Linked DNA regions of Mus musculus: regions 1, 2, 3, 5, 6 and 7 are each linked to region 4. Evidence: chromatin contacts called from public promoter capture Hi-C data. All regions are on one chromosome and are shown on one strand. Each heading gives the region's core, a stretch centred on a gene start, on an enhancer-like site or on the middle of the called end of the contact. The rest is flanking DNA. Distances are from core to core; before and after follow the strand shown. Region 1 holds the start of Prpf6 (pre-mRNA splicing factor 6). Region 2 holds the start of Dnajc5 (DnaJ heat shock protein family (Hsp40) member C5). Region 3 holds the start of Arfrp1 (ADP-ribosylation factor related protein 1). Region 4 holds the start of Cables2 (CDK5 and Abl enzyme substrate 2). Region 5 holds the start of Tcea2 (transcription elongation factor A (SII), 2). Region 6 holds the start of Polr3k (polymerase (RNA) III (DNA directed) polypeptide K). Region 7 holds the start of Stmn3 (stathmin-like 3).

Region 1 (3,263 bases), core at 732-3,231, 1.3 Mb after region 4:
CTTTGCAGTTGGCAGGCGAGGTCCCCTCGGTCTGGTGGTGGTGGGGATAATCATGCCTGTGCGCTTTTAGCTACTCAGTCTGGCCAAGGGCCACATCATTCTCTCCCAAACACCTGTGTGTCCTAATTTGCCCATTCCTTTTTTTTTTTTTAATTTTATGAGTGTTTTGCCCGAGTGTATACCTGTGCACTACATACATACCTGGTGTCCAGAAGAGGATATCGGTTTTCCTGACACTGGGGTTATGGACAGTTGTGAGCTGCAACATGGGTAAACCCATGTCCTCTGCAAGAATGAGAAATTCTCTTAACCACCGAGCTATATTTCTATTTCCACTAACTCGTTCCATATATATATATATATATATATATATATATATATATATTTGAGATTATTTAATTTTTTTTTAGTTATTCACTTTACATCCTGCTCACTGCCCCCTCCTGATTACCCCCTCCCTCAATCTTTCCCCCTCCCCTTCTCCTCTGGGCAGGTGGGCCCCCCCTGGGACACACACACACACACACACACACACACTCTTCAAGTCTCTGTGAGGCTAGGTGCTTCTCCCACTGAGGCCAGACAAGGCAGCCCAGCTAGCAGAACATATTCCACGTAGAGATAGCCCTTGATTCAGTTATTTAGGACCCACATCAAGCCACATATCTGCCATGCATGAGTGGGGAAACCTAGGTTCAGCCGGTGTATGTTCCTTGGTTGGCGGTTCAGACTCTGAGAGCTCCAAGGGTCCAGGTTAGTTGACTCTGTTGGTCTTCCTGTGGAGTTCCTATCCCCTTCAGGACCCACAATCCTTTCCCCTGTTCTTCCATAAGAATCCTCAAGCTCAATCCACTGCTTGGCTGTTGGTGTCTGTATCTGTCTGAGTCAGCTACTAGCTCATTCTTTACTGGAGTATTTGCTGACCCTCATTTACGGACCACTTTGCTTTGAACTTCAGGCAATACTCCTATCTCTGTGAAGCCCCTCTGTCAGGCACAGTTCCCTGTGGGTCAGTGTTCACAGACTCAATCCTGCTCCTCCCTAAAAACCTGTCTAGGGAGCCAGGACTGCTTTAGTACCTCACTGAAAAGCATTGGCTGTAGAGGCCTGGTTGTCTGATCCAGCAGAGTCCAGGCTGCACAACTTGCAGTTTTTCCTGTCGGCCCTAGAGTCTGGTGCTCTCCCCATGTGTAGGAGGTGTAAGACAAGTGAGGCTGAGAGGCAGACTGTCTCAACGGGCTGAGACTGCTTTATTTAAACACTGAGGGCCCCTAACCTAAAAGGGCTGGGACATACACACAGAGTAGCTACCAGGAGTTTACAGCTATTTTTGAGGTTTAACTCGGAGCAGGGTTGTTTCCCAGGGGTGGCATACTGCTTCTGCAGGTAGACATCGCCGAGGCTAAGCAACTTTTTATAGCGTGGGGTTAATGCCCTGTACAGCCTAATTCACGGCCTGAAGCTATTATTACACAACAGGTGGGACTGGCATTGTGTTTCGGGAGGAGCTGCACACAGAAAATATCTGTGCAAAGTAGAGTGGTGTGAGTCCACTCAAGCCACTGGGCACACAATCACTCCCAAGCTTGTGACGCTGGCCCACACACTGTTGAGTGCACTATACATCTGTCCTCAGAAGGCGCGCGGGGGTTGGAGTGGTCCCGGATCTGATGGCGTAGTCTGGACCGTCGGTGGCCGCATACGGTTCAGTACAGTAAGGCTAGTCTGAAGTGGTTATGGTGGTTGAACTAAGTGGCTTCGCAGCCTTGCTTGCACCGGAACGCTCCTGAACAGGACTAATGCGTTCCGGCTCCGCGTCAAGGCTGGCATGAAAATCGAACCCACGTCCTTGTGGCGCGATACCGAATACCGTCACGCGCACGCGCGTCTTCCCGCAACAAACACTGCACACAGCGCTGGCCGGAAACACTTTGCAAACCCACATCTTTGACTTCCGCCCGAAGCTCTAGGTGGGCGGGGCTTTCCGTGACCCAGCTCTCTACTTCCGGTGCGCGGGTGACGTAGTGCCTGCATCTCTTACTGCTGCGACACCCGGAGGACTCTGAGTCTTCTGTCGTATACTTGCTCCCCTGCTTTTCTGTGTTTCGGTCAATAACACCGCCATGAACAAGAAGAAGAAGCCGTTCCTGGGCATGCCTGCGCCGCTGGGCTACGTACCCGGGCTGGGCAGGGGGTAAGGCAGTGGGGGGGAGTTTGCCCCGGGTAGGGTGCCTGGTGCCCTGGAACACAGCTCGCTCTTGGCCTATTTGAGAACGATTCTGGACTAGCAGCCACTAGAGCTAGAGAGACCGCGTCTCAAAATAAAACAAAAAACCAGGGGCTGGAGCTAGTGGCGCACGTCTCTAACCCCAGCATTGTTGTGGGGGGTGGGTGGGATGGGATGGGGCAGGGGCAGAGGCCTTCGTTTTTAAGTTAAGAGACCAGCCTCGTCTACATAGCGAATTACAAAACAGCCAGGGCTACACAGCGAGTTTCAGGACAGCTAGAATTACTTAACGAAACCTTGTCTCAAAAACAAGGTTAACTTTCACCGCCACAACTAGGTAATTTGGCATAATGCCTTTCCGACAAAGTGGGTATGCATGTATGTATGTATGTGTCGAAATATGTAGGTTCATGAGGCCTGACTACCACTCTAAGATATGACTGAGGGGTCTGAATCTCAGTGTCTTGGTGTCTGAAGTAATATCCGTAAGCGAGTTGGCTGTAAGAAGCAGTTGAGTCTTTGATGTATACAGTAAGAGTGTGCTATACCTTTCTTCCCTTAAACATTTTTCTCTAGGATGTGTGGCTGTAGGTCACCTGTTCAAATTCTCAGCCGTCTGGACAGAGATGGCAGTGCCACTAGTCATAAGGTGTTGGGTAGATGAATAGTATTTTTCCTACTTTTTATGCATTTGATTAGGGAAACATAAGTCTTCCTTGGTAATGGTAGGAGAAGGGAGGCATTCACAGCCGTTTTCAGAAGACTTGCAGTTCACAAGACAAGTTCGGTATTGGTATAAATAAGCACAAAAAGTAGGACAGAAGTCAAGAGATATTCAGCAGTGTGGCATTTTAGTTGGGTTTACGAAGTGTCAGATTTTGGGGGAGTAAAGGAAAAACGTGGAATTTGGTATAGGCACATAAAAAGGCAAGTAGGTGGCTGGTGAAGTGGCTCAGAGGGTAAAGGCTCTGTCAACCCTGAGTTTGAGTTCCCAGAATTCACGAGGTAGGAGGAGAGAACTGATTCTCTGAAATTG
Region 2 (3,130 bases), core at 416-2,915, 1.2 Mb after region 4:
AAAAGGTATAAGATGAAGGGAGAAGACACTGTTAGAAAAGATTGGAATTTATTTAATGCGTTATGGGAGGCCTTAAGTATTATCTGCTTTGTTTTTGAAAGCTGACTTGAAGACAGACAGCAATAGTGGCACATATATCTTGTTGGTTAACCAACAGCTGTTTAATTGGACTTTATGCCTGCTCAATAAGAGAGAAATCACGCCTGATCCTGGAAACCTAGGCGACTATCTGGGGCTAGTGAAGTCATGGATCACGTTGCTAAACCAGCATAGTCCCTAATTACATCCTAAATACTCATCCCTACACCTATAGGTTAAGTGTAGTTCTCACTCTTCATCAAGGAAAACATCTTCTCCAGATAGAGATCATTACAGAAATTGAAACTGATCAGAATGCAGATTGGTGGAGCCCAGTCCCCACAGATAGAACTCCACCACAAGTCCTGAACTTAAGGCTCAGAGATCATTGTGGAAGAAGGGGAGGAAAAGCTGCAACAACCAGAGGACCAGACAGTTCGCTCTAAGATTTATCTCCTTAAAATGTCAGAGAAGCTACATCCGTGAAGTAACATAACCAACATGGCTGCCTAACTGACCTGAGCAAGGACAACATCAGCTAAGCATGGTGTAAGGGAGAAAGCGCACAGGGCCTCAATCCTAGCTAACTAAGGAATTCTGAGAGCTGGAGAAATAATCAGTTTTAGGGAAGAACATAGAAATTGGTTTTCCCATAGCAAATGATCAGCCTTGAAAACATATACCTACTTAACATACAGACTGAATAGGCTGTATTTATATATTTAGGAGCTATATCACAACAAAGAAGAGGCTATGAATTTGAAAGGGTGAGTGTGTGTGTGTGTGTGTGTGTGTGAATATGAGAGGTTTGGAGAGAGGCAGGGGAAAAATGATGTAATTATAATCCAAAAAGATTATAAGAAAAAATGGTGGGCAGGCAAGAATGAAAGTAAAGCTGTAGGAACACTGGCCAGGAAGATTGGTAGCTCTGGAATAAAAAAGCACAGCACTTGAAATTGTTTGTTACAGCGTAAGTAGGCAAGGGTCACTAGGTTTATTACTTAGTAAGTGAACAGAGTGAACAAGGATTGTATGAGACAGAGTGGGAAGAAAAGTCCTTAACCGTCCACGCATATCATTGCAGACGATTCCTAAAGGATCGCTAAATAATGGCGGTTGATTTTTCAGTGACTGGGAAGAAAGGCAGGAAAGTCTTTTCTGGGTGGTCTCCAGGGATGAACGAAAATGTCAGTCCCAAGGCAGTACCTTGAGACGAAAATGAAGGTCTCCCTCTCTAGTTTTTTGGTAAGTAGTAATAAATTTTTTGAGGCTTATATGAAGCACTGAGCAAACAACTGGAAGAAGAGCAGTTTTACTCGCGGAGTGCCACTTGCCTGCCTTCCAGAGGCGAACCCGCAAGCCTAGGCCTTGCCTCTGCTCCCGGGCTGTAGCTTCCGGCTTAGTAGCTGCAGGCTCCGCCCACCACCTTAACCCTTCCCGGTGATCGTCAACTGGGGCGCAACCTTTCGGGGACCGAGTTCTACCGGAGCTCCGGAGCTTTCGTGCGGCGCTGCCACATTGGCTCCGACTATGGGCGGGGCCTCAGTGTTGGGTTCTAGGCGCTTGCGCAGCCAGCTCTGACCTGCCAGAACACACGTCTTTTTCCGGGGGCGCGCGTGCCAGTGAGTGAGCGTGCGCGTTCTTGCTGCCGCCAGTGTTGCTTCCGCCGTCCTCTGCCGCTGCTACGGCTGTCGCCGCCCGGGATCCTCAGGCCGAGCAGTAGGCCGGCCGGCTGCCCACCACTGCCCCGGGACGGAAAGCGGAGCCGCGGAACCGGTGGACCGGCGGGCGTGCCGACAGGTGAGCTCACTCTCCAGTGGCTCTCAAATTAGGTGGGGCCGCGGGGTTCAAGCTGCCGGAGCCGGGCAAAGGGGAGGGGAAGTGGGGCGAGGGCGCCGCAGCAGGAGGTGAAAGCTGCCCGCAGCGGAAATGGCGGCGACCCTCAGCAGCGGCGGCGAGCCCGGCCCTGGGCACCACTAGGCCCTGCTCGACCTTGCGCACGGCGGGGCGGCGCGGAGACGAGGCTTTCCGGGCCAACTCCGGTTCGCACGCGCGGCCGCCTCCGCGGCTCCCGGAACGCAGAAACTGGTGTGTAGGGAGGCGGGCAGTAAAGGCTCCGAGGCTTGTTCACATTCTGGGACGCAGAAATTGCCTTATAGTTGTAAATTTCAAAGGCATTTGATGTATAAAAAAACCCCTAGTTTATATACCTAGGGACGACATTTTAAGAGGCGATTTTGTGTCGTGCTCTTTGGGGAGAGAATTAGGGACTCATTCGTTTAGGCTCCAACTTGTGTTATATGGCTGGATTAAAGACTTGTTTTTCCTTGTGTCTAGGAGATGATTTCTCCGAATTCATTAAGTGCATCTTCGGAAAAATAATGCAAAAGGTAGCTTTAATTTGTTTTCAGATTGGACTTTGGGGAAATTGGGTCGCCGTTTGTTGGACGCTCAGCTGATCATTCATCCTTTATAGGCAGTGTGTCTCAATTGCTAGTGGTTTGTCTGTTTAAACATCAAAACGCTACTTAATAACACAAAGAATTATATTGTCCCATATATTGTCGTGGTTGCCTAAAGACAAAACTCTAATCGTAGGATAATTTTGTTCATTTATTTGCTTTCTTTAAGGAAAGCGTGATCTGTTAGGTGACATTAAAAGCCAGGACTTTCCGCAGTTTCTAACTTAATATGTGTTACGAATCTGTTACCTGTATCAGTATTTTCATACTTAGGCTGGCCCTGTGTGTGTGGACCGCAAGTGTGGAGCCAGTGGAGCCTCTAAATTCGTTCGGGTTTGGGAACAGGGTACCTGCCCTTGGATTCTTTAAGCACCGTGCCGCACAATCTCTTTGCCCCAGCAGCCTCCTTGCTAGTCTCTTAACCAATTTAAGTGCTCAACCCTTGACATTTTTTTCATGACCACTCTCATGTTCCTGTTATGTGAGATATCCTTCGTTTCTACTCCTCTGTTATTCCACTGTGTACTGCTGTAACTAGTCTACTGTCGAATGTTAGACTCTCTGCTTTACTTTTCCCCTCCTTGCTTAAT
Region 3 (3,302 bases), core at 13-2,512, 1.1 Mb after region 4:
GGTTCCAGCTCTCCCCAGGATGGGACAAACCATTCTGGTACCAATCCTAGGGAACTTGAACACAGAATAGAAAGACAGGGTTTTGACCACTGGTCAGCTGGGTTGTGGACCTTACAGCATCCATCTCTAAGGGACCTCCTAAGATCATATCCCTAAGGTGCCCCCTTACTGTTTAGACCCACGGTAGTGGTGATTTTGGATAGACTCATCCCCTTGTAGTTCTTGTTAAAGCGTGTTTTTGACTGTTCCAGGAAAGTCTGAGGAAAAAAAGAGAGGGGGTTAGATAGCAGCAGCTAGAGTAGTTTTCTGGTGTCCTTCCCACCTATCCCTTCACACCCATGCAGCCATGCACGCCTCTGCCTGTGGCTTGATCTTCAGGAGGCTGGTGACTACTAACCTGTAGCCTTGGGGCGGGGGTTAGATCAGGCAGGGAATGGGAACTGGTGAGAGAGCAGGGACCTACCGTCTTCCCAGCATTGTCCAGGCCCAGGATCAGGATGCAGTATTCATCCTTCTGGAACATGTACTTGTACAATCCCGAAAGCAGCGTGTACATCCTGTTCTGGCACCCTGAGAGATGTCAATGTGTGTACCGGGGGCATCGGCCTCCTGCCCTGCCCGCTTCATCAGCGGTCCGCCTCTCCTGCTAGTTTTCAAATGTGTAGCCTCGCGGATCCTGACTCTTCGCCCCCATCCCGCCTCTTCTGTTAAAATCCCTGACCCTGATTCCCCCGATGCCATCGCTGACCACGTGCTAGACCTGGGCCACTCCCACTTAATGTCATCTTTCATAATGCACCATCAATTCGGAGTCCTGAAAAGCCCGTGGCGGCCTGCTCTGCTCCGCCTTCCTAAGGCTCCTCTTTCCGAACCCTCAACTCAGAACCAGGAAACGCGGCCGGCGACTTAAGTCTAGGAAGCGACCAGAGAGGCAGAGCTCCTGAGGAGGGTCGGCTTCGGCTTCCCGCCGCCGCCGGGCCCACGGAGCCTGGGAACCAGCAGCTGAAGCCACTTCCGTCCCCCTGTTCCAGGACTTTAGAACCCCGGCCCCTCAGTCCAGCTGAGGCCCACCCGTACCTGCTCAGATCTTGGAGGAGGAGCCGCCGCCGCCGCCGCCGCCGCCGCCGCGTTCCTAACCCCACCGACCTCACGCTGACCCCTCACAGTGCCTGACGGAACAAGGAGCGAAGGACGGAGCACGGGCGGAATCGCATCCCAGCGGCCCCCGCGCGCAGGTACTTCCGGCAGCTTCGGCTCTCCGGCGGAAGTGCCCGGCGGAGGGCAGAAGGCTAGCGCGTGAGCTTGGCTGGCGAGGGCGGAAGCCCTTCTAGCCTGCGAGCGCCGGCCGGAGGTGGGGTTGCGGGCCGCAGAGGACGGGGCGGGTGACGTGCAGGTCCCCCTCGGCGGAACCGCGGCCCTCCTCAGGCTCCCTAGCGGTTTTGGGGGCGGCGTTGCCCTGAGTTGTTCTTACTGCTCTTCCTCCTGTTTTTGTCTGCGGTAAAGGTTCCGAATCCTGCCTGCTGGGTCGGGATGGACGAGGACAACCTAGAGACTGCCCTGCAGACCTACCGGGCCCAGCTGCAGCAGGTAGAGCTGGCGCTCGGTGCTGGCCTAGACGCTTCTGAGCAGGCGGACCTGCGTCAGCTGCAGGGCGATCTAAAGGAGCTGATTGAGCTCACCGAGGCCAGCCTGTTGTCGGTCAGAAAGAGCAAGCTGCTGTCTACAGTGGACCAGGAGAGCCCAGCTCAAGAGGATGCTGAGTACCTGGCTTTCCAGAAGGCCATTGCGGAGGAAGTGGAAGCGCCCGGCGCCCCCTGCAATGACTCGGAGACGGCCCCTGGGAGCGAGGTGCAGCCGGGATCCACCTCCTCTGCACTGGAGGAGGAGGAGGAGGACCCAGATCTGGAGGAACTGAGCGGTGCTAAAGTGAATGCCCCCTACTACAGCGCTTGGGGCACGCTGGAGTATCACAACGCTATGGTAGTGGGCGCCGAAGAGGCGGAGGATGGTTCTGCGTGCGTCCGAGTCCTCTACCTATACCCTACCCACAAGTCCCTGAAGCCCTGTCCGTTCTTCCTGGAGGGAAAGTGCCGGTTCAAGGAGAACTGCAGGTAAAACCCTCTGCTGCTAGCAATGAAGGGCACGCAGTCGGGACCACCGCTGTGGCCTGTCGCCACAACTAGTTTGGCACCCAGCAGAGTTGGTAATAGAGTCCAAACCTTAGGTGACTGACAGGCTTTTACAGAAGTGTTCTCCGTGTGTTTACTTAGATTTTTCTTGCATACATCAAGAAGTTTGAAAGAGCTTATGTTGAAAAGATAGGGCAATCCTTCATCAATATTCTTCTCCAAGGTGTAAAACTTTTTTTTTCCCCTTTGAGATAGCAGTGTAGTAACTCTCGATGTCCTTGAATTCTTGATCCGTCAGCAACTCTACTACATCCTGAACGCCTTCAGTTTCCAAATGCTAGGATTACAGGTGGAGGCCACCACTTCTACTGGGCTACATCTCCAGCTCGGAACCTTTTTTCTTTTTTTCTCTTTTTAAAAATTTATTGACTATGCTGAGGATGGAATTAGGGCCTCCAGCACACCAGGCAACCAACTACTGTACACCTTAGCCCCATCCCAGCTCCTGTAGTTTGCATAGTCTTACAGAAAATTTCAAACACATAATCTCTTGCTGACTTGCCCTACCTTCCCCCCCACCCCCCGTGCTACTTGAAAGCACCTTTCACAAGTTACATCTTTTTCTCTCACCCTCAAATACTTCAGAATGTAGCTGAAATAATAATTACTAAAACTGATTTATGTCTTTTTTTTTTTTTAACTCAGTCATCCAGAATAACCCTCTAGTACTTTGAATTTATTTATTTTAGGCCACTAAAATAAAAAGATTTGTTCTATTATAATGGTAGTAGTGAACTAAAATTAGTTTCACTTGGCAGGATTTTAGGCAGGGCTAGAGCCTTGGAAGTCTGAGGGCAGAATCCAGAACCCATTTCTTTGTCCATTTTTCTTTAAGGTTGTTATTATTATTTTATTTTGATTTTTAAAAAAATATATTTTAAAGATTTATTTATTTTGCTGGGCATTGGTGGCGCACACCTTTGATCCCAGCACTTGGGAGGCAGAGGCAAGCAGATTTCTGAGTTCGAGGACAGCCTGGTCTACAGAGTGAGTTCCAGGACAGCCAGGGCTACACAGAAAAACCCTGTCTGGAAAAACCAAAAAAAAAAAAAAAATTATTTATGTATGTGAGCACACTGTTGCTCTCTTCAGACACATGAGAGGAGGGCATCA
Region 4 (3,494 bases), core at 414-2,913:
ACCTGTAGGCTGAGGTGGTAGCCACAGAAAGTTGAGGTCCTTTGGCCACAGATATGTGATGCAGGGTCAGAAGTCAGACAGCTTTTCCCATCACAGACCTGCCTAGGGCTTCCCACACCTGGGAGCCAGCCACCTGGCAGGAGCTCGGATATATAGCAGTGGGGCCTGCCCAGAAGGGACCTCAGTGTCCAGACTTAGCTCCCGCTGTCACTCGTTAGGTGAAGGCTGAGAATGCAAGAGGGAGCTGAGCAGGCTGAGACCCACATGGTGCTGGTAGCTACGGCCATCTGGGAAGTAAGCATAGCCAGGGAATGGGGGAGTAGTGAGGAATAAGAGCTGTCCTGGGCTAGGATGAAGGATCCTAGGATCCAGGCAGGGGAGGCAGAACAGTTACATGTTGCAGACCCTGAGTCCAGCAGGTGTGGGACAGAGGGCAGGGAGGTGGTCAGGTGTATAAGGCCGAGTAGAGATGAGACCAGGTAGGTAAGACCCTGGCCCACAAGCTGAGTTGGGCACACAGCCTGTAAAAAGTGTTTGTGAGTCTCTGTGTAGGGTAGCCAGGGGAGGGATGTGTCTAGAGTCAATTAGACCAAGGGAACTCCGAAATCCATATTCAGGGGACTTTCAAGGTAAAGAGCTGACCCCATATCCAGGAGCTGACAGCTTTAGTGGGACTTTCAAGGTAAAGAGCTGACCCCATATCCAGAAGTTGACAGTTTTAGTGGGACTATCCCTTCCCTCTGGAGGCTGACCAGCTTCAGTTAATCCCAAACTCATCTCCTGTATTCTGGACTGATGCTGCCACATCACCTCAGTCCCAGTCAAGGACAGACGGGACTGCGAGCCTCTCTGACTCTTGCACGCTGCGGTGATGGGCCCTCAAGTACCAGAATGAAGGATCCCTGGACCACCCTGGCTCCTGCATTATGGGCTGAAGAACCCTCTTCCCTAATTACCCGACACCTTGATCTTGGGCTGGTCATCTTGACCCTGTGTCCTGGGCTGACCATTCCGGTTCACCCAGACCTCTGAGTGTTAAGTTGATGGGTACCAGGTGACCATACCTGTGTGCGGGGTGAATGGACCCACCTCATCCCAACCATGTCCAGGTCTGCCGAGCTTGTGGCTTACCCGAACCCATAGGTCAACTACCCCACAACCTGGGAGGAGGGACCTGGCTCACCACCACCGGTGCCCCGGGCTGCCAAGGCCATAGGTCACACAGCCGGAGTGCTGGTTAGGCCTCTAGGCCACCACCCTGACCCCAGCGTGCAGCCGCCCCCGTCCAGCCCACTCACCTTTGGCGCTGCCCGTCCAGGCCAAGGCCGGCGGGCGCCGTCGTGGGGCTGAGCAGGCCCTGGGGCGCGGGCCTGGCTGGCAGCCCCGGGAGGCCTCCAGGTGGAGCGGGCGGCGGCGCGGGCGCCTCGCGGGCCTCGGTGGGCGGTGGCGGCGGCGGCGCTGGCTTCTCGCCTCCGGGACCCAGGCTCGGGGGCCGTCCGTCCAGGGAGATGTTGTTGAGAAAGAAGAGGGCGGCCTGACGGCGCCGGGAGTCCCCGCGCCTCCGCGGCACGGCCGGCGGGTTCCGGGCGGCCGGCGCGGGCCTGGAGGGGCCGGGGGCCGGACCCGGGGCTCCTCCCGCCGCAGCCGCGGCCATGCTCGAGTGCGCCGCCGCGCCGCGCCGCCGCGCAGCTGCCCATTGGCCGCGGCGCGCTTGCATGCAAATACCACCCCGTCACTCCCGCCCATTGGCCGCGGCGCGCCCATATGTAAATATAGTTCCGCGGTTCCTGTCTATTGGTTGCGGCGCGCCTGTATGCAAATACCACCCCGTCGCTCCCGCCCATTGGCCGCGGCGCGCCCATATGCAAATATAGTTCCGCGGTCCCTGTCCATTGGTTGCGGCGCGCCTGCATGCAAATGAGGCTCCTCTGAGCCCTTCGATCGGCTAGCGATATGTGGCTTGCCCCGGCGCTCCCCTGAGTCCTAGAGTCTTCTGTCTGTTGTAGGTTTGGCGTGGCTAAACACGGCAAGGTCGGTAGGTGCACGGAACCTGTGTCCTGTTCTCCCGTCCAGGACTCGGTGTACAGGGCACCCTTCAGCGAATGTTCATTATGGGCTGCAGACTCAGGGTGCGGGCCTGTTGTGGTCACTTGCTCCGGGGTGTTCCCTCAGCCCTGGGGTTCTTCTGGGCAGGTATCCATCCATGTTCCACCAGAGCCTGTAACTTCCGGGCTGTGCCGCCTGGCCTCCTCACTGACTGCTGAAGACACCCGTCTATGGTCTGAGGGCAGCTGACATCTCAGTTGCCTCATGGACGTGGTCTTGAGTCTGCATGATACTGGAGTTTCAGTTTCCTTCGTGGAGGATGTCCAGGACTCGAGTATACAAACCCTTCTGGCTCAGTACCGTGTGTGTATGTCGGCCCTTCCCTGTACAGAGTCTTCACCCTACCATCACCTGCTCTTTCCAGCTCCCAACCTATGTGGACTTCTTATCTTTCTTTTGTTTTGTTTTTCAAGTCAGGGTTTCTCTGTATAGTGTAGACCAGCCTGGCCTCGAACTCAGAAATCTGCCTGCCTCTACCTCCCAAGTGCTGGGATTAAAGGCATGCGTCACCACTGCCCGGCGACTTCTTGTCTTTAAAGTGTTTGATGGATCATTGAAGAAACACAAAGGAAAATCTCCCCAATGTTCTTTTTGGTCTATGGTCACTGCCTGCTCTGGTCCTGTGGCTGCTTAAAATGGGTGCTGGAGTGGAGTTGGTTGAGGGAGAGAGATCCCTGGGAAGTGGCTTCTTTCCTTGGGAGAAGCCATCGGTAGTGTTACCTATAGGAGTTCATACTGCCAGTTCCTTCCCTGCTTTTAAGGCTCAGGCAGGCTGATTCTGTCAGACACCCCCCTCTATCCATGGCATCTCCCTGTCATCCCTGAACAAGTAGGCTTACCCTTACTCTGTTCTGACCCCCCTCTTCTCCACTGCCTTTTCCTAGCTACCCTGCCAGGAACCAGTGACAAGGTGGACAGTTTTCCTGTCTAGTAGAACGCAGGGCTTGGTCCATTGAGTGGTGGGCACTCCCAGAGAGAGTAATTTCTGTCAGGGGGTCATGGTGTCTGCTGACCTGGGGTGGTGTCCTTCACACTCAGGCTGCTTACCTTTCTGAGTTTTGGTCTCTGGTAGTATGAGGTGCTAGCTGTATGACTAAGCTGCTTTGGGATGGGTAATTGATCGTGGCTAACAGAAGCCACTGTCTGACAGGGATGACAAGGAGGTGTGCTCCTGGCAGGGTACCATGAGTGTGGACATAGCCCTAGAGCTAGACCCCAATATTGGCAGACAAACCTGTGAGGTGATTGAGGGACATTTAAACAGGAACTTGGCCTCTTCCTGGGTGTGGTACTGTGGGTTTTTTTCCCTCACAGACCAAACCTGACCAGGAGGTCAAAGTGGATAAAACATACAGCTTGTGTTTTATTCAAATTTGAAAAAGCTGAAG
Region 5 (3,254 bases), core at 667-3,166, 1.4 Mb after region 4:
ACCACCTTCAGAAGGCTAGGGTAGAGGACAACACCACACTGGAGCGAACACCTGGGTGAATCTATGGTCTAGATGTTTGGTGGGGAGGTTCCACTGAAGATAAAGCTCTGAAAGTCAGCAAGGTGTATGGGGGTGGGGTGAGGTGGGGGAGAATCTGGGGTGGGAGGTGACTTTTCTGATCAAGGGCCAGAAGGTTCGATTTGGAGCTCTTGTAGGATCTGGGATCAGGACTTTTTGTTTCTGAAACATGTCTCTCATATACATATCTGAGGATAACCTTCAACTTCTGGCCTTCCTGTCTCTATCACCCAAGTGCTGAGTGAACAGGCACGTACCTGTGATGCCTGGTTTGTATGCAGTACGGTGGATTGAACCCAGGGCTTCCTACATGCTAAACAAAATACTATCAACTGCGCTTTCTAAAGTTGGAATTTTCTAAGGTTGCAATGTGGAAATATCTGGCTGGTGAGTACCAACCCCACAAGTAAGGACCCCTCAGGATTGAACACACCTTTGATCTGGCTTCTTGTGACATAGCTCCCCTGCTGGTGATCTACTGGATTTTCCTCAGGAAAGAGCCTGTTCTTGAGCAGATCTGTGGGTGGCTCCTGCCACCTACAGGCTGCTGTTGCTCATCATTGGGACCAGTCAGAGCTGGGACTACTCAGTAGGCAGTCCCTTGATGGGGTCAAGTCATCAGCCAAACACAGCATGGCTGAAGGTCCTGTGGTTCTCTTACTGCCTGTCTTGTGGTAGGGTCCTGAAAGCATTAATTCAGTACTCAAACACAGGGTTCCCTTTCCCAGAATTTTTGTTGTTGTTGTTGGGTTTAGCTTAGAGCAAGGGCCCAGCTCTCAGTAAAGGGCAGAATGAGAGGTGGTATGAAACTAGAGAGCTGGGTTCAGCCATCACTGCACCTCTGGAAAAGCTTTGTTGCCTTCAAGAAGTTCCATGCCTTTTTCTTATGGTAAAGATGTCATAACTGATTAAAACGGTCAGCTTAGGTCATTTGTGTATGTCATTTGCACTCTGGCCTCCTGGGTACAAAAAAATTCAGATTGACTTTTAGTACCAGCACACCTGCCACCATGTATAGGACAGAAGAAGAGCAGAGCACCATTCTCCCTTTCCTGGACGTGGTTAGGGTCTTCCTGAGGTAATGCCTCAGTAGCGGATTGCCTCAGTACCCTGCCCTGTTCTCAGTGTAAAATATGAATCGGAGGCTCCTGATCGCAGCCTCTGTCATTGTCACTTCACAGGTTGGGAGACTGAGACGTACAACAATGTGCAGAACTTGGGGTTTATACCGTTAGGTTGACTTCAGAACCTGAATAGTTCTCCCCACTCCCACCCCCCACCCCCGAGACAGGGTTTCTCTGTGTAACCCTGAATGTATTGGAACTAGCTCTGTAGACCAGGCTGACCTTGAACTCACAGGGATCTGCTTGACTCTCTATCTCTCGAGTGCAGGGATTAAAAAGGCATGAGCCTACATTGCTTGGCTAAAGCCTGAATTCTTGCGGAGAAACCGTTTCAGAGTCCCGGCCACCTGCGCAGCGCCAAGAAAGCCCCCAAACTCGGCTTGGTACCAAGTGAAGTGTGTGGAGTGAGCTGAGTGACTCTCGGAAGTGGAGGCGATCTAAGTGCACTAGTGAAGGCGCGACCGGCCGCCAGGGCAAGCTGCTCAGATGGGTTGAATTAAAGACCTGAGCGCAGTAGGGTTGTCCTTCTCCCTCCTCTAGGTCCTCCCTCCCCCTGGCATTCGGTGGGCACGTGGGGCCGTGGTCCGGCGGAGATACCTGCGGAACTACCTTTTCCAGCGGGCAATCAGGCCGCAGGCCGCAGGCCGCGCAGTCGTCTGGGAGTTGTGGTCCCGGGGGCGGGGACTCTTTTTTTTTTTTTTTTTTTTTAATTCTGTCGCACGCGGCCGCCAGGCGGAGGTTTGGACCGCGGATCTAGGCGGCGGCGGCGGCCGAGGTCAGGCCGGGCGGCGCAACCGGCACAACCCGCCGCCACCGAGGTAGTGATGGGCAAGGAGGAAGAGATTGCTCGTATCGCCCGGAGGCTGGACAAAATGGTGACCAGGAAGAACGCGGTGAGGGGCGCGGGCCGCCAGGACCCTGGGGCCCCGCTCCGCGGAGACCGTCTGAGCCTACCCTCGGGCAGAGTGATACCTAGCCCAGTCAGTCGAGACCCCTTGCCCAGGCCCGCCCTCCACCCTGTCCTGGGACTGCCGCTTCGCAATGGACGCCGCGTTGACCGAAAGCTACCCTCTGTTCGTCGCCCAGCGGTGGCCGCGGGCGTCCCTGGCCCAGCCGTTGTCTCCCCTGTCTGCCCCCCACCCTTCAGCACCAGGTTTCTCTTAATAAATTTTTCCCCTGCTTAGTCAGGCCTCAGGCAACAGCAAGTCGGTTTGGGCAGACAGTTGAGCCTGTGGCGTTGAGACCCCTGGCCAGTGTGGGCTTGGCAGTCCAGCCTGCCTTCCGACCATGGTCACCTGCGTAGCCTTTGAGGAGCATCCTTAGGGGATGATGGCACCTGCAATCTTGCCTTCCGTGGGTGGGAAGGGACTTAGGAGGTGGCTTTAAGACTGAGTGACTCTAGAGCATCCGCAGCACCGCTCTGAGGGCAGCCCAGATAGTGGCTGAGTCATGAGTCTGTACAGCCTCCCCAGGACTGTGCTTGAAGTAGAAGGCTGCAGGACAGCTTTTGGGGATGAGCAGGATTGCTCTAGGGGTTGGAGGGCTGGGGTCTAAAACAGGAAGTAGGTTAAGTGCCCACATAAGCCTTTACACTGGAAACAGAACCCACTTTGCAATCATCTGGGCTACAGAGGCCCTGCTGGAGCTTCTTTCCGGTAAGAGAAAGCACAAATGACAAACTTGGAACTAAGGGTGGCAGAGATAGGATGGGAATCCAAAGGGAGACCCAGTAAGGATGGAAGGCCACAGATAGGACTGTACAGTTGAGAAGGGAACCTGCAGAGGTTCCAGTAGTCCTTGAGAGAGGCTCCTTGGAACAGCTGATGGTTTATCTGGGTTTTCATTATGGGAGTGCAGGGCTATTGTGGATGCATGCCCCTGGCTCCAAGGATCAGGTCTTCTTAGCAAAGTCAGCCACCTCAGGGCTGATTGGTGTACAGCTTACTAACTTAGGGCCATGAAACAAGGCTGCAGCCTGAGCAGATAAGTCACACAGATTGAAGGGTCAGCCCCAGCCCCTACCACGGCTGGATGGGTTGGTTTTCTCTGCCT
Region 6 (3,162 bases), core at 629-3,128, 1.6 Mb after region 4:
CAGAACCACAGAATAATCAAACTCCAAAATAGCAATGGCTCTGAAGAGTCTTTAATTTTCCCTCTGAAATTTCACAAGCCAGGCCTCCATCTTCTGCACTGTTCTCAACATTATCTTCCAAGCTCCTACACAACATCTGACAGAGCTCTTAACACTGAGTGAATCTTCTAGCCCAAAGTTCCAAAGTCCTTCCACAGTCCTCCCCAAAACATGGTCAGGCTGTCACAGGAATACCCCACTCTGCTGGTACCAATTTGCCTTAGTCAGGGTTTCTATTCCTGCACAAACATCATGACCAAGAAGCAAATTGGGGAGGAAAGGGTTTATTTGCCTTACATTTCCACACTGCCGTTCATCACCAAGGAAGTCAGGACTGGAACTCAAGCAGGTCAGGAAGCAGGAGCTGATGCAGAAGCCATGGAGGGATGCTCTTTACTGGCTTGCTTCCCCTGGCTTGCTCAGCCTGCTCTCTTATAGAACCAAGACTACCAGCCCAGAGATGGTCCCACCCACAAGGGGCCTTTCCCCCTTGATCACTAATTGAGAAAATGCCTTACAGTTGGATCTCATGGAGGCATTTCCCCAACTGAAGCTCCTTTTTCTGTGATAACTCCAGCTGTGTCAGGTTGACACAAAACTAGCCATAAATATTTGGCTTACATGTCAAGAGTCCATTGTTTAGGGGAGTCAATGCAGGAACTTGCTGCAGAAACAGAAGCCATTACCATGGTGGGATGCTGCTTACTGGTTTGCTCCTCATGATTTACTCAGATTCTCAGATTGCTTTTTTCTCTCTCTCCATTTTGTTCTTAGACTTACTTAAGTGTATGAGGGTTTTTGTTTGTTTGTTTTTTTTTTTTTTTGAATGCTTGTTCGTGCACCAAAGACGTGCTTGGTGCCTACGGAGGTCAGAAGAGGGCATTGGATTCTCAGGAACTGGAGGTTATGGACGTTTGTGAGCTACCATATTGGTGCTGGGAATTAAACCAGTGTTCACTATAAGAACAAGCAACAGCTGAACTATCTCTTCAGCCCCATCATTCTGCTTTCTTATATCACCCAGGACCACTGGCTTGGTGGTGACACCGCCCCCAATGGGCTAGACCCTCTCCTACCAATTTTAACTCAAGAAAATGCCCCCAGAGACTTATTTACTGGTCAATTTATGGTGACATTTTCACAATTGGGGTTCCTCTCCCTGGATATTTAGTTTGTGTATAGTTAAAGCAAACAGAAAACAACACACACATACATGTGCATGTTGCAGAATGACTGCAGAGGATTAAAGAGGCAAGGAGTTTCAAAGAAATCTGAGAAGCCAGAGCTGGGAAATATAAATGTCTATAGGAAATGAGATAAAAGAGTCAGCTGGACGTCTGTGAAAAGGAGCTGCTGGTATTTGTTACCTGCAGGGTTGAGTCTAGCTGTGTAAGTGAAAGGGCAGAATGAAACTAGGTGAAGAAATGGCCAGATGGAGGAATGGCAGGTCCAGATAGGATATCGTACGTCAGTCAGACAGCAGTTGAGACGTAGTATTAACAATGGGGACAGTGTTCCTGGGACATTTGGTTATTTTCTGTCCGTTCCGGATGAGAATATTGCGGAGCAGCATGATCCTCCTGTAACACGTCCATGGCTCGGAGTGCGGCAAGTGTCTCCTCATCACCCAGAACCTCTCACCTGGGTACTCTGGTGGTGCCAGCATTATCGGTCCAGTCCTCTTGGCGTTTCAGCTAGGGAGACGTGTGCACACGCGCAGAAACGACAGGGCTGGGCGTGCAGGCAGCATGCTATTGGCTGGATGGGAAAGGATTATCTGCGGTGACCAATGGAGTGTGCGAGGCTGCCCGCCGCAGTGCCTACTGGGAACGTCTTGAGGATCCCGGGTTGCCAGTTACGGAGCAAGTGAGACGGCTTTTGATTGGGCGCCTGCACCACGGAAGCGCCAGACAGAAGCGAGGTGTGGAAGCTGGCAGTATGCTGTTGTTCTGCCCGGGCTGCGGGAACGGACTCATTGTGGAGGAGGGGCAGCGTTGCCATCGCTTCGCCTGCAACACTTGCCCCTACGTCCATAATATCACCCGTAAGGTAAGTTCCACAGACGGGTGCCTTCTCTGCTTTCTGGGAGGCACAGCAAGCGTCGGCGCGCTCAGACCTTCCTGCAGGCTTTTGTGCTCTCGCTGCGGTGGTACCCCAAGTCCAGCAGTCGCTGCTCCAGTGGCGTCGCTCCGGCCACGTCGAAGCCCCCCCACCCCCCTCTAGCTCTCCGTTGCCCACTTTGTGATACTCCGAAAATTGTGAGAATTTTAGTTCATACCTTTTAAACCTACACTCCCCTCGTGCTGTCCTTGGCGTACCAGTCCGCGCCTCGCCTCTGATTTGAAATCCTTGGGTTCTTCTTGTGGCTCTTTTGCTCCCAGCCCCTGTCGTTATTCTAGAGAATCTTCACCATGTACGCAGTACTGTTAGGTCCTTCCTTTTGCCCGAGTCATTCTTACACAGGCACATATCACACTTATTCATTCTCCGCCTTACCCCCTACCCCCGTGTATGTGTGCATGTATGCGTCTCTGTTTCCCTCTTCCTTTCTCTCTCCCTCTCCTCTTTTAAAATAATGGCTACCTTATTTAGATTCCTGCCCTTCTGGCTGTTTGTGCATGTCTATAATTTTAGCACTTGGAGAGGCTGCGGCAGGAGAATAGGTTCAAGGCTCACCTGGGCTGCATAGCACATAGACACGCACACACACGCACGCACAGGCACAGGAAACAAACCAAACCCCAGCACTTTCAGTTTATCCACATTCCTTTTATATTTTTCACAGAATGCATTGCCTTCTAATATTTTATATCCTTGTTGCTATTTTGTGTGTGTGGTGCTTGTGTTGGAGCCCAGAAAGCTGTATTTCTAGCCCTTGGTGTTTTGTGTACCCTTCAACTCTTGTTTTGTTCCTCCTTACCTCAGTGACTGCAGGTGTGCACCACTGGGCCTTGGTGACATCTCATTCTTAATGTTTGCTCATTAGAGCTGTATGGTAGGAGTTTAGAGTCTGGATTTGTGGTAAGATGAGTTGTGACATAATTTCGAAATTAGAAGGATGCCTGATAAACTTAGGAAAGCAGCCAAAATGACCTGGGGAGTGCTGGTATACCCAGTTAAATG
Region 7 (3,367 bases), core at 699-3,198, 1.0 Mb after region 4:
GCAGTACCAGCCCAGCAGGAGTGAGTACCTGAAGAGAAGGGCAGGGTGCTGTCCAGGTAGGTCAGAGATTCCTGATGTCAAAGCAGGAAACCCAAGTGTTCAACTGGCAAGTGAGGTACCATATGTTGTAGCTGCAGTCAGGGGCAGTGTCTGGTGGTCATGGACATATTCCTTGGTATGGTTTCGCTTATTTTGATAGACAATGGGGAGCTTTCTTCTGGGACGACAGATCCCCGGGGAACAGATAAGACAAGTGACCACTGGCAGGGCCTGGGGACAGGCCTGATCTGTGATCTGGCTGCAGGAAGGTGAGCATTTTGGAGAGGACAGGATAACTCATAAGAAACTGGTATGTGAGAGACATTAAGCAAGAGGAAGACGCTTCCCCAGGGCTGATGGAAAGGGGGCCAGGTCTGGCTATAGTACAAAGGTAAGGTTTGAGCCACGGTTTTGGAGCTGGTGCTTAAAGTGTCTTTTACACATGTGGGCCCCTCCTTGGCTGGTACTGAAAATCTCTGGCCTTAAGGGGCGGCTTCAGGGAGGGACCGTGTGATGGGTGGAGTTTGTACCTGGGGCCAAAGCCAGGGAGAACCATGCATTGACCTATTTGACCGAGATCAGCCTTCTGGGCTGAGAGAAGGTAAGGCAGCAAGACCATGAGGCTCTTAGAGGAAACCAAGGTCAGGAGGTGGGTGTCATGCGTCCTGCAGTCTCAGGCACCCAGAAGAAAAAAAAAAAAAAAAAAAAACCCTGCTGAGACTAGGGACTGGGCGGGGCTGTCCAGCTTTAGCCTCTCAGGTCAAGAGTGGAGCCGCCGCAACCATGCAGGGACCTAGTACACTGCTAGTGTCCTTTCCTCCGCCTCGGTTCGACCCTCTATGCAGTCTGAGGTGTGGGAGGCTTCCTATGAAAGCAGACCCCACCCATACCCCGGAAAGGTTTGGAAATGCAGTAGCCTCTCCACTTATACCCAGTGGCGCAAAGGGCGGAGGTTCTTCTGGCTGGAGCCGGTGGCCCTAGCATCGCAGAGGGTGGTCCCCCTGTACAACGGTCACAGTGGGGAATGGAGGCGAGGAAGCCTCGCTTGTCGCAGGCTCCAGTCTCTCTCCGCGCGGTTGAGAGGTCCCCTCCTGTGTCCCTGCGCCCCTCCCCCATTTCTCAGGGACCAAGGTCCAGGCTTCTATGGAGGGTTCCACCTCCCCCTCAGCCCCCTACGAAGACTCAATGACACTGAAACCCAAGGTAGCTGGAGCCTTAGGGGACCTGCTAGCCGAACTGCAGGCACTCTTGTTCGCAGGCATAGAATCCGCAAAGCCGCTCTGCGGCAGTTGCACCTTGGCCCCGCACCCCAGCGCCTGAAGGGGTAATGCCCCGGGGAGCCCGGTTTCATTCAACCCTGTCTAGGGCGCGGCTCCTACCCCGCGTCCAGTAGCATCTCCTCCGCACTTGAGTCCCCTTCCACCCCTTAAGAACTCTGGACCCCCCTTCTTGCAGGGCCAGCCCAGCCTCGCCTTGCACAAGGTCCGACACAGGAAAACGGAGCCAGTAACTTGCTACTGCATCAGGCGAGGCCTCTGCTTAGACAATGGCCTCTGGTAAGACCCACTGCGGTCCCATGATCCCCTAGGCTCCCGAGCCCTACCAGATACGGTGCTGGCCATGGTGCTGGCGGCGGCTGGGGCTTCGGAGGCCGGAGGGATGCGGGCGGTGTCTGGGAGCTGCAGTCTGCGAATGCTGCAATGCTGTGGAGGGGAGGGAGGAAGGGCGGGCGCGGCAAGAGGGGGAGGGAGCGAGGGATGGATGGAGGAGTGGGGGTGGAAGGAAGGGGAGGGGAGAGGAAGAAAGAGAGGAAAGGAGAGAGGAAGGGCGGGAGGGAGGGAGAAGGAGAGAGAAGAGGGAGAGAGAGACAGATCCGACAGACAGTGGACGAACAAACGCTGGCAGCAACTATCAAAGACAAGACAGTGGGAGGAGATGGAGGGAGAGAAGTAAAACGATGCAGTAAGAGGCCTATATTTCATCTGCCGCAGCCATGGATGACACTCCTGTAATATGGCTTTGTGTATCTTAGAGAATGTGGAGATAAGACTCATTCCCCAGAATAGGCACGGAAGGAGAAGGGCCAGAGTATGGGCTTGTCTCATAGTCAGGGTGGGTGACAGAGGCTGCTAGAGGGTGGATGACTTCTAAGCCCCTGTTAAGTACTGAAAGGAAGGGATTCACTGGTTTGCAAAGGGTGACACTGTCCTACAAGAATATCTGGGGTAACTCTGTCCAGAGAGTGAGCAGGTTCTGGTTAAATAAGGGTGTGGTAAGGCCTATGACTGGGATTTGATGTGACCTTGAGTCAGGTTCTAGCACCAGCTCTCACATTCTCTATCTGATGGAGAAAGAGTTCCTAACCTCTCTGGGCCTTTGCTTCTTTGGTATAAGATGGAGCCATAGTGTCAGACTCCAGAAGACAGAAGAGAGATTTGCTAGGGTTGAGTGTATACATGCATATGTGTTCTATTTTCATCCCTGGAGTAATAAAATGTTTTGGTCAAGGGCTGGGAATGGTAGTACATATCTTTCATTCCAGTACTTGAGAGACAGAAGCAAGAGGATCTCTGTGAGTTCTAGGCCAGCCAAGACTACATAGTGAGACCCCGACGGGAAATAAGCTTCATCAATGCAACATGAGGGGAAGAATTTATTTCATTTTACAGGTTACAACCCATCATTGAGGGAAGTCAAGGCAGGAACTTGAAATCAGGTCTGCTTGCTAAGCCATAAAGCATTACCTCTGACCAAGAAACCTAGTCACTTTTACGGAAATGTAGCAGGAACCACGGAGAAGTGCTGCTCTCTGGCTCACAAACAGGCTTATGTTTCTCTGGCCTTCCTAAATAGTTTAGGTAAGCCGGGTGGTGGTGGTGCACACCTTTAAGCCCAGCACTTGGGAGGCAGAGGCAGGTGGATTTCTGAGTTCGAGGCCAGCCTGGTCTACAGAGTGAGTTCCAAGACAGCCAGGGCTACACAGAGAAACCCTGTCTCAAAAAAAAAAAAAAAAAAGTTTAGGTAACAAGCTGCCTAGGAGTGTACTGCCCAGCAATGAACAATCAAGACAGTCCCCCCAAAGACATGGGCACAGGTAAATTTTGATCCAGGAAATTCCTCAGTTGAAATCCCTTTCTTGTGTGACTCTAGGCTGTGCTAAGGTGACATTAAGGCTTACTGGGACAAGTAGGGAGCACATGATTTGCCTTTCCTGACAAGACAGCCTAATATCTAATGGGCTATCTCATCCACTTTTGAGATGGAGTCACTGAAATCTAGACAAAAATGGCTTGTTTCACAAACATTTAACTCATAAGGCTAGAAGTAA

What was found. Promoter capture Hi-C pulls out the DNA fragments that hold promoters and counts their contacts. Capture Hi-C pulls out chosen DNA fragments and counts their contacts.
Region 1: a promoter capture Hi-C map of pre-B cells shows a contact between it and region 4, with 5 times the contacts expected there. The contact joins the promoter of Prpf6 here to the promoter of Cables2 in region 4. A contact is called at or near these places in 5 of 39 promoter capture datasets (the C10 cell line, liver, pre-B cells and 1 more), 2 of 115 datasets of contacts at active chromatin or transcription factors (astrocytes and pancreatic cancer cells) and 1 of 9 other capture datasets (adipose tissue).
Region 2: a contact with region 4 is called in a promoter capture Hi-C map of fetal liver, with 5 times the contacts expected there. The contact joins the promoter of Dnajc5 here to the promoter of Cables2 in region 4. A contact is called at or near these places in 3 of 39 promoter capture datasets (fetal liver, liver and pre-B cells) and 1 of 115 datasets of contacts at active chromatin or transcription factors (embryonic stem cells).
Region 3: a promoter capture Hi-C map of liver shows a contact between it and region 4, with 2.9 times the contacts expected there. The contact joins the promoter of Arfrp1 here to the promoter of Cables2 in region 4. A contact is called at or near these places in 7 of 39 promoter capture datasets (embryonic stem cells, liver, neutrophils and 2 more) and 2 of 9 other capture datasets (adipose tissue and liver).
Region 5: a contact with region 4 is called in a promoter capture Hi-C map of pre-B cells, with 2.2 times the contacts expected there. The contact joins the promoter of Tcea2 here to the promoter of Cables2 in region 4. A contact is called at or near these places in 1 of 39 promoter capture datasets (pre-B cells) and 1 of 9 other capture datasets (macrophages).
Region 6: a contact with region 4 is called in a promoter capture Hi-C map of embryonic stem cells, with 16 times the contacts expected there. The contact joins the promoter of Polr3k here to the promoter of Cables2 in region 4. A contact is called at or near these places in 2 of 39 promoter capture datasets (embryonic stem cells and liver) and 1 of 9 other capture datasets (liver).
Region 7: a contact with region 4 is called in a promoter capture Hi-C map of liver, with 4 times the contacts expected there. The contact joins the promoter of Stmn3 here to the promoter of Cables2 in region 4. A contact is called at or near these places in 6 of 39 promoter capture datasets (cranial neural crest, embryonic stem cells, hematopoietic stem and progenitor cells and 3 more).

The regions. Positions count from the first base shown.
Region 1 is chr2:181,599,338-181,602,600 of GRCm38.p6, forward strand. Prpf6 (pre-mRNA splicing factor 6) reads left to right here and starts at 1,982. Exons shown (of 21, transcript NM_133701.2): 1 at 1,982-2,194. The coding sequence starts at 2,124. It also overlaps a transcript of Samd10 not described here.
Region 2 is chr2:181,518,820-181,521,949 of GRCm38.p6, forward strand. Dnajc5 (DnaJ heat shock protein family (Hsp40) member C5) reads left to right here and starts at 1,666. Exons shown (of 5, transcript NM_016775.3): 1 at 1,666-1,878.
Region 3 is chr2:181,364,142-181,367,443 of GRCm38.p6, forward strand. It overlaps Arfrp1 (ADP-ribosylation factor related protein 1), which reads right to left and starts at 1,263. Exons shown (of 8, transcript NM_029702.4): 1 at 1,078-1,263; 2 at 464-570; 3 at 170-257. The coding sequence starts at 556. Zgpat (zinc finger, CCCH-type with G patch domain) reads left to right here and starts at 1,282. Exons shown (of 6, transcript NM_001048148.1): 1 at 1,282-2,111. The coding sequence starts at 1,531.
Region 4 is chr2:180,271,802-180,275,295 of GRCm38.p6, forward strand. Cables2 (CDK5 and Abl enzyme substrate 2) reads right to left here and starts at 1,664. Exons shown (of 10, transcript NM_145851.2): 1 at 1,299-1,664. The coding sequence starts at 1,654. It also overlaps a transcript of Rbbp8nl not described here.
Region 5 is chr2:181,678,381-181,681,634 of GRCm38.p6, forward strand. Tcea2 (transcription elongation factor A (SII), 2) reads left to right here and starts at 1,917. Exons shown (of 10, transcript NM_009326.3): 1 at 1,917-2,095. The coding sequence starts at 2,027.
Region 6 is chr2:181,862,482-181,865,643 of GRCm38.p6, forward strand. It overlaps Polr3k (polymerase (RNA) III (DNA directed) polypeptide K), which reads left to right and starts at 1,879. Exons shown (of 3, transcript NM_025901.3): 1 at 1,879-2,088. The coding sequence starts at 1,978.
Region 7 is chr2:181,312,552-181,315,918 of GRCm38.p6, forward strand. Stmn3 (stathmin-like 3) reads right to left here and starts at 1,949. Exons shown (of 5, transcript NM_009133.3): 1 at 1,643-1,949. The coding sequence starts at 1,661.